Regions from separate parts of the Mus musculus genome. Here region 2 is linked to region 1. The links are chromatin contacts, called in public promoter capture Hi-C maps. All regions are on one chromosome and are shown on one strand. The core of a region is the stretch at or near the end of the contact, and the rest is flanking DNA. Distances in the headings are between cores, read along the strand shown.

Region 1 (4,185 bases), core at 1,104-3,603:
GTGTGTCTTACCAGTAAACTCATAGCCAGTTGCTATCCTCAGAATGGTGTATTCCTAAATAACACCCTTTGTATAAGTCAAACATATGTTAGCCTAGGTTTTCAACAATGTTTTATTATTTGCCTCAAAATTTCAAGCTAATATATTCCTAGCCTGAATAATATAGATATTCCCTTCCCATTTTGGATGAAAAGAAATGTTCAAAAAATTATAGTGTTATTTATTTGTTCCCAGTACTGGAAATATTCAAGCATTTCTTCAAATTCCCCCAGAGAATAGGAAAATGTCTCTTGCCATTTTTTACCCTGTCTTCCAATACCAGCCCACAGCTTCCACCTCTTCCCCTTTCAGGGAACAAGTGTCTCTTTCAGATTTAGCACAAAATAAAATGTATGGGAAGGAGGACTTCCACAGTAATCACTGAAAATTTTCTTCTTTCCCCAATTGTTGGGACTGAAAAAGTCTAGGCAAGATGTGAGCATTGAGGTGTTTCCCTAAGTGTCCCGATCCAAGAGCGCACCCAGCCAGTGAAGAACCTAAGCTCAGTCCTTCAGGCCACAGTCCCACTCTTCACTCCAATGTCAGTGCATTGTGTAGAACTGTGGTGCAAAGAGGTAGCCTCGGCATCACATTCCACACCTGGTGAGTCCAAAGCTCCCTTCCCTGTCCTGGAGGAACGGCTTTTGTGGAAGCAGAGTTTGAAAAGCCCCAGCACTGTAATGGTCAAGACGACCAAAACGATAACTGCTATGCTCACAAGTATGAAGACCACCGTGGAAGAGGTGTCGAAAGTCAGAGAAACAGGGGGCGAAGATGTGTAGTTCAGGACCACGCTTCCTGATGGTGTGCCAGTGACTTTTGGCTTGGTTTGTGGGGTCTTTTGAATAGTAGGTAAAGTACTCTGTGTTCCCCACTGAAGAATCTCAGTGACCTGTGGCATCTCTCCTGGCTTGTCATAGACCTGACCTGGCCATGTTCTGTTTGTCACAGCACCTGCTGGAGTGGCTGTTACATTCCTGGTGGGCAACTTGGTCCCCTCGAGGGTTAGCTGTTCTTCAACTTTGGTCTCACAAGAACGTCCGTCCTTCCCCAGCTCAAAGCCCACTGCACATTCGCAGGTGAAGTCTCCCAAGTGATCTAGACAGTCAGGGAGCTCCACACACTTGCCAGCAAGGAGGTACCTCCCGGAACAGGGGCAGAGCACTGTCCCAGGGAAAAGCCCGTCCCAGTGTGCGCTTGTCTCTTCCTGGATGCAGGTGGACGAAACAGAAAGGTCCCCAGGACACATCGCACTCACCTCTGTCCCAGGAGGGCTGAAGTCCAGCGCGGAGCTGCTCAGCCGGAAGGGAGCTTGGAAACTCAAATTAGAGGCGGCTCCTGGGCGAGGTGCAGGGCACAGAACCTCAAACTGGTACTTGCATAGGTAGCCATCGGTGCGCAGATGACAGCGCATCTCCTTCCAACCAGCAGGCTCCACTCCCCTGGTGGCCTGGAGCGCAGCGCACTTTCTCACTGTACAGGAACGTTGTGGCTCTTCCACCCACGGTAGTGGGCTGTCCTCTGAGTCTTCTGAGTCCGGGTGCAACCAGGAGAAACCCCTTAAAGGCTCTTTCTCCTGAGTGCACTGTGAGATGCTGCGTTCCAGAGCCACCCAGAACAGAAGATCTTTGGAGCCTCCGCCAGGCCCGGGACCTGCACGCAAGAGCAGGAGCACAGCTTGAAACTCCGAGCCTGAGTGCACGGTGCTGAGAGTCCCGCCCCTTAGGCTGCAGGCCTCCTCCGCCGCCCTTCTCTTGAAGGTAGCGTGGTGAAGGCTGTAGCAAGCCCCCGAGGCCGAACAAGCTGCGCGATCGGCCGTGGGATGCTCCCCATTCCCTGGCCGAGGCCAGAACGCAGGACAGAGGAGGCACAGGGCAAGCGCTGGCCTCATCCTGGAGACTCAACATGCAGCTGCTCCCAAGTCCTCTGGTTTGCTGGAGGGCACGGAGCTTTCTCTAAAGTCACCGCCCTCTACAGCCCTTTCTACCACTATGTGTGCCCTCCCCTCGCCTCTCTTGAGCCCTCATCCTCCAACAGCTGAAAACTCCGCCACAACACTCCCTTGGCCAACTGCTTTCCCTAGGCCGTGACAGGAAATGTGTCCCAGAGCCCTGCCAGGCTCTTTTTGGCCCTGATTTATTCAGGGGTCAGGAACACAGCTGGCGCCTCAACGCTGGGCCAAGGGGGTCCAATGCCCCGCTTAGATAAGCAGGAGAAAAGAAGTTTGCCACCGGGATCAAGTGAGGCTCTTTTCTTGCTCACACTTATCTGGACTTTGGATCTCAGAATGCAGTGATGATCGTGGGCAGGAACCATAAGCCCACACCCGCCTATTGTGTTTATGTCCGGGACTGTGGAGCTGGCGTCAGTATAATTTGTAGACTGTTCCAGGCTTCCAGGAGGTTTCCTGAGCATGGTGCTGGGGGAGGGATCTTGTGAGGAATGTTCCTACTTCTTTCTAAGCTGGAGGCCTCACTAGTAAAACCACTGATCTCTAGGGGCAGCTCTCTTTCTTTACTGTGCCAAAGGAAACCCAGACGTGCAAATTGCCAGTCAAGGGGCCTAGAATTCCTTGGGGGCATTTTCAATGGAAAAATAGCTCCTCTGTTTGGCACTTGCCTTAAAGTTTAATTTGTACTTCTATTTGTTTATTTTTTAAATACCGGTGTTGGCTGGTTGGGGCAAATATTTACATCGAGGTGACAAACAATAGCCACAGGTCCTGATTATGGTGGTTTCCTCACCAGTACATGTGCTCAAACCCTCTTGAGGATATTAGGTCATATGCGAATGAGTTCACGGTCTTATAAAATCACATCTGTATGTGATTTTTATCCTTGAACTATGGAAAATCACAGCTCCTGTGATTATCTGCCAACATTTATAGAAGAAAAGTGTAAAAGGACACAAATAAAAGCTCAAAAATTTTTATTTTGAAAATCAAACTATTTATTCAATCATAATGCACATTCGACACCGGAAAATAATACTCTGTAATTTGAAAAATGATTGAATCAGCTACTCCAGGTTCCAATGGCTGTTTTGTTTTAATGTGCACACTTGCTCATTGGGAAGTGTGGGAGAATTAAAGAAAGAAAGGTTTGGGGGGAAAAAAAGGTTAAAATCAGCATTATTGTTAGGTTTCAATCTGGGACAAATGACTGAGTTGCCTATTTACCATATCAAAGAGGACACTGGCTACCAGGTTCTCTTGGCATCCCTTGGTCCCTATCTGTTACAGAGCCCTCCTGGCTGGCATACCCCATCCCATTTCCTGAACTCTCCATCACAGAGACCTGGGCTGTCCTTCTGATCTGGTTACCCACTCTCTTTGTACCTTTGGACTCTTGGCTGCTGCACCTGGTTCCCTCTCTTCCCTCTCCTCTCCCCTCCCCATCTCCCCACATGGGCCTAGCTATTTCTACAGTAAACCTCCTCCACCATACCTAGGAAGAAGGTCATGTCTTATCATTTCTTTTTTATTATTTTCATTCAATTATGAATGTTCTTTTATGTTTGTAGCAATTTAGAGAATGTTATACACTTATAATGACATGTGTCACTTGTCTGTCTTGATTCACAATGGCAAATGTCATGTGCTTAGAAACAGACTACATTTAGCCCTCTTAAAGAGGCAACCTGCTTGTAAGTGTTCGAAACCAGAATGGAAGTTGCTATCTCTAATGTGTTCCTATGCACGTTTTCACTTGCTTTGCTGCGCTGAATTGAACTGTTTTCGTTAACAAGAGGCAAGAAGAGGATGTCAAGATAACCTGTGTATGTTCCCTCCTGTTTTTGTTATTACTATCACATCCGGGAATTCCTTGTATCCCAAAAGGAGACAGTAAACATGAAAAATTGTCATCAAACTAGCCTGCTCTTTCGGACTGAGGAGTTGCACAAGGATTTTTCTTCTACCCTTTGTGTTTCCCAACTTAAATGACATTCCTCAATTCTTTCTAATATCTGGGACATACAAAATGGCTTTGCATTTAGCTGGAGGAACTTTGTGTCTTATAAGAAAGAACTATGAAAAGTCCAGAAATCTAACTGAGTCAATGTTTACAGTACTTAATCACATGGATCAGTTCTATATGCCTTTGCAAGCCCATGACTGTGAATTGGACATGTGTCCAGGAATTGTGA
Region 2 (4,589 bases), core at 98-2,597, 740 kb after region 1:
AGAAGTGGGTGGTGGATCCTCTACCAATGGAGTTGCTTGTTAACCACTAGTGAGCTGGGGGTTGAGATGAAAGGTATGTGGGTGTGTTACAAATCGTTGTAAATAGGTAATGAGGCACTGTGTGTGTAAGTGTATTACAAGAGGTTGTAAGCCAGTAGTGAGTTCTCTGTGTGAGTGTGTGTTTCTGTGCCCGTGTATGTGTGTGTATTCATGTGGATGAGCAACCAGTGCTCTTAACTTCTGAGCCATCTTCCCAGGCCCAGTTGTAAAATTTCCAATGAAATAGACTGAGTAACAAATTTTTGCTCTTGGGCAATAAACTTCTCTGGCCTTCAAATTTCACATCAGTTATGTGAGAATTTTGGGGGCAATAATAAAATTGGTCATTGAAACAATTAAAAAACAAAGGCCCTCTGATGATGCTGGAAAGAAGGAAGATGTTAGTATACATTTAAATTTAAATTTCTTTCAGTAAATGTGCCTAGCTATCCGTGGTTTAGGGTGGGGTTGTGTTAAGACAGGACAGAAGTTTAGCTGACGAGATGAATTAGACATCTCCAACTCTACTCTACCTATGGATTTATTTACCTCTTCCTGTTCCTCTCCCACAAACAGTAAAGCTCTACAGACAGAATAAATGCCCCAGTGCATGGTATTGCTCAGTTCTGAAACCTGATCATTAATAATCAAGGCCCCAGGCACTAGCTATACCTGGTGGTTTTTTCTTTAACCTTTATAAGGCCCAAGGCCGAATTACAGGTGATGTAGTCACCTGGGTTCAAAGTCTAGGGCACTCCTGGGCAGTCAAGAAACGAACCTAGAGGCCCCAGGGCACAGGAGCCTTGGGCAGGGTTGGCAAAGCGTGTCACCCAGGAGGTGGGGGTGGGTGCAGAGCCAGATGCTCAGACCCTCGGTCTCCATCCTGCTACGGTCCTTCCACCTAAACTAAGAGGACTAAAGACGAGGGCGCTCCGTCGCCATGACAAGCACAGGGTTCAGCGATCTCGGTTCGGCGCTGGGCCACAGCCTCCGGCACGCCCCGCTGCTTATGCGAGAGCACAGCCGGGACAGAGCCAACAATCCTGACACTCCGGCCCGCCGCCCGCCTCCCAGCTCCGACTAAGACCCCGGTGGAGCAGAGGTGGCTGCCACGCTAGTCCTTACCACAGTACCTACCTAGAAGCTCCGTGACGGCCACAGCCTCCGCCTTGCACAGTCGTCAGTCCGCTCCAAAGCCCTGTAGCAGCCGTGGCACCGCAATCAGGGGCGGCCCCGCCCCGCCCCCGGCCTCTTGGAGGGCCTGGGCCAGGACAACATGGCTGGTGCCGCCTCTGCCACGTCAAAGGGGAGGAGGCGGGGAGGGGCGACCAGCGAAGGGGCGGGAACAGTCCCGGAAGAGGCGGGGCGCGCAGGAGGTAATGGGCGCGTTGAGTGGCGGAAAAGATGAACCGGGAGTAATAAAGAGGGTGGGGCGAGCGTGAAAGACGGCCAAGCAAAGCGGAGGGCGGGGACAATTCAGGAAGGGGCGGGGCTAGCAGGAAGCGATGCGATAGCCAGGGCGGTGGAGGAAGGGAGGTAACCGGAGTAATAAAGGGTGGGATGTGGCCGCTCGAGGCCGTGTGTAGGATTAAGGTTAAAATACCTGACTAGGGCATTGCTAGCCCCAGAAAAAAAGAAAAAAAATGTTAACCACCAGATGTAGCTTTCACGTCTACTGTTTGCTTGAACGATTGTTTTTGTTTTCTAGTATATAGAAAAGGCTCTTGCAAGTTTTTTTCCTGACATTGTATCCGTGTCCAAAGAGGAGAAAGAACGAAGCACGAGTTAACAATTATTTGAAGTATTCGCTAGAAAATAGATGCTCGGATTCTCCTCTAATTTTGGGTTTTCGTCTGTGTGTTGTCAAGAGCCAATGAGAAGGCTTGGCTCAGGGACCTCACTTGCCTAGAACTCATAAGGCAGAAAAAGAAACTTTACTCCCAGAAGTTGTATTCTGACCTCCTCACCGACCCACAAGCAATCGCAAAATAGTAATTTTAAAGTTTTTAAGTATCTCACTCGGCTAGTGGTGATGGTTCATGCCTGTAATCTCAATAGTCAAGGTTAAAAAAAAAAAAAAAAAAAAAAAAAAAAAGGCAGCCCAGCTTACGTTACACTGCAAACTGTAGACCCTTCTAAGCCACAGAAGAGACAGTCTCAAAAACCTAAAAATTATCCTCGTGTGATACTTGGTACTCCAGAAGCTGAGGCCAGGGGATCGGATCACTACAAGTTTGAGACTCCTTGAGCTACCTAATGAGTTCCAGAACAGCCTCAACTAAACTTTAAGATGCTATCCGAAAAAGTGAAAAACAAAACAAAAAGTTCTGCATTCATCCACTCTGTTCCCCGCGAAGTCAGAAAGACACCACCCTAAGGGGTTGTAAGATTTAGACGAATGTAACGTGTTTACAAATGGTTAAAGGCTTTAGTACTCTAAAAATGACGATTATAGCGATATTGTTCATTAATTTTAAAAATATTAAAGATTTCAAAGTTCATCCTCAGTCCCTGCCGCCTACCCAAGCTTTAGACGAGAAAATGGGATTAGACAGAGCGACCTAGAAACTCTTCAGGAACCACTTCTGCCAGGAATTATTCTCGAGCGCTACATTCCACCACCGGTGCCATAAGCTTGATGCAACCAGCAGGTTTCTTGTGTGGCTCCGCCCCCTTGCGCCTGTAGCCGGTGGCCTCGGCGGAGGTCGCTTAGGCGCCTGCGCCGTGCCTACTCTGGGCGCCGATTGAGACTGGCGGGAGCGAGAACCATGGCGTGGGTTCCAGCCGAGTCTGCGGTGGAAGAGTTGATGCCACGGTTGTTACCTGTGGAGCCCTGTGACTTGACGGAAGGTTTCGATCCCTCGGTCCCCCCCAGGACGCCTCAGGAATATCTGAGGAGAGTGCAGTGAGTGATTTCGCCCCGTGCGAGTGGGCTGGTTGTCGTGCCCCTGTGTACAGCCCTGGTGCCGCGCCTGACCCTTGGTGTGCAACAGTCCCTCCTCTGTTTGCGTTCCTATCTTTCGGGAGGTCCGGGAAATTTAAGATCTTATTACACCCTACGGTTGGCAGATAACTTTTGAACTTGATTGCACGTTAAGACGTGTGTTCTTAAATTTCTTTGCTTTTCATCTAGGTGTCAGGCGTTTCGTTTTTTCATTGGGAGCTTGCACTTTTATTTCCCATTTCATAATAAAGTAAAACACATCTCTCTATTCTACAAAGCGAAATAATAAGTATCATGTATGTATTACTTAATTGTAGGATCGAAGCAGCCCAATGTCCAGATGTTGTGGTAGCCCAGATTGACCCAAAGAAGTTGAAAAGGAAGCAAAGTGTGAACATTTCTGTGAGTTTAACCAACCACCTGGGAATATTTTAACAACACACACATATACAACACGAACATTTTCCTATCATATCAAAAATATAAGTTATGGTGTGTATAAGATTAGATTGCTCCTTATAAAGTTAGGCACCACTTGGAAGCTAACACAGAGGCGTTTTGGTCTGGAGGCCAGCCTACATTGAGACCCTCTGGAAAATGTGTGTGTGTGTGTGTGTGTGTGTGTCATTTAAAAGATTACTTCCCCTACCCCCAAAAAGTACTTCAATTGTTTACTAATATTGACCTTTATAGCCGGGCGTGGTGGCGCACGCCTTTAATCCCAGCACTCGGGAGGCAGAGGCAGGCGGATTTCTGAGTTCGAGGCCAGCCTGGTCTACAAAATGAGTTCCAGGACAGCCAGGGCTACACAGAGAAACCCTGTCTCAAAACAAACAAACAAACAAACAAACAAAAGTACTTCAATTGTTTACTAATATTGACCTTTATAAATAATTAAGGATATTTTTTTCTGGATATACCTTTATAGTTATTTTTCAGGGTGGTGCATTGTACACTTTTTCAATTTGACCTGGTATCATTTTCTCAGTATAGAAACACAGCTGTCTTGGCAGCTTTCTGTCCATATTCTTTATTCATTTGCTTAGCCAGCACACTTTTTATTGAGCAGTTAGGTTGTGCTGGGCACTAAGAACACAACAGAGGATCATAAAGAAAAGGTCCCTAAAGACCAGGCCTGTTGGTAAGCACGCTTGTAATCCTAGCACTTGGAAGTAGAGACAAAAGGGTCAAGAAGTCCAGATCATTCTCAACTACATAGAAGATTCCAGGCTACCCTGGAATATATAAGACTCTCATCTCAGAAACAAAGGAGAAAACTTCCCTATGCTTGTACAGTATCGGTCTCCTGAAGGGCACAAAGAATAGCCAAATAATTACATCATCTGGTCATTGCATGAAGAAAATAAACAGCACTCAGTAGTCAAAACTATAGGGCTAGAGAGATGGCTCAGTGGAGTCCTTCCAGAGGATGCAGGTTCAATTCTGAGCAGATAGTGGCTCACAACCATCTCTAGCTCTAGTTCCAAGGGCTCTGATGCTCTCTTTACACCTTTTCAGGTACCACGCGTGGATATGATACATAGACATGCATGCAGACAAAACACTCATACACATAAAGTAAATAAAACTTTTTAGTTTAAAAAAA

The links. Promoter capture Hi-C pulls out the DNA fragments that hold promoters and counts their contacts.
Region 2: a contact with region 1 is called in a promoter capture Hi-C map of embryonic stem cells, with 2.5 times the contacts expected there. The contact joins the promoter of Sec23a here to the promoter of Clec14a in region 1. A contact is called at or near these places in 5 of 39 promoter capture datasets (cranial neural crest, embryonic stem cells, frontonasal cranial neural crest and 2 more) and 1 of 115 datasets of contacts at active chromatin or transcription factors (embryonic limb bud).

The regions. Positions count from the first base shown.
Region 1 is chr12:58,266,905-58,271,089 of GRCm38.p6, forward strand. Clec14a (C-type lectin domain family 14, member a) reads right to left here and starts at 2,354. Exons shown (of 1, transcript NM_025809.5): 1 at 1-2,354. The coding sequence starts at 1,930. The coding sequence ends at 551.
Region 2 is chr12:59,010,670-59,015,258 of GRCm38.p6, forward strand. Sec23a (SEC23 homolog A, COPII coat complex component) reads right to left here and starts at 1,348. Exons shown (of 20, transcript NM_009147.2): 1 at 1,177-1,348. Gemin2 (gem nuclear organelle associated protein 2) reads left to right here and starts at 2,722. Exons shown (of 10, transcript NM_025656.5): 1 at 2,722-2,944; 2 at 3,301-3,385. The coding sequence starts at 2,808.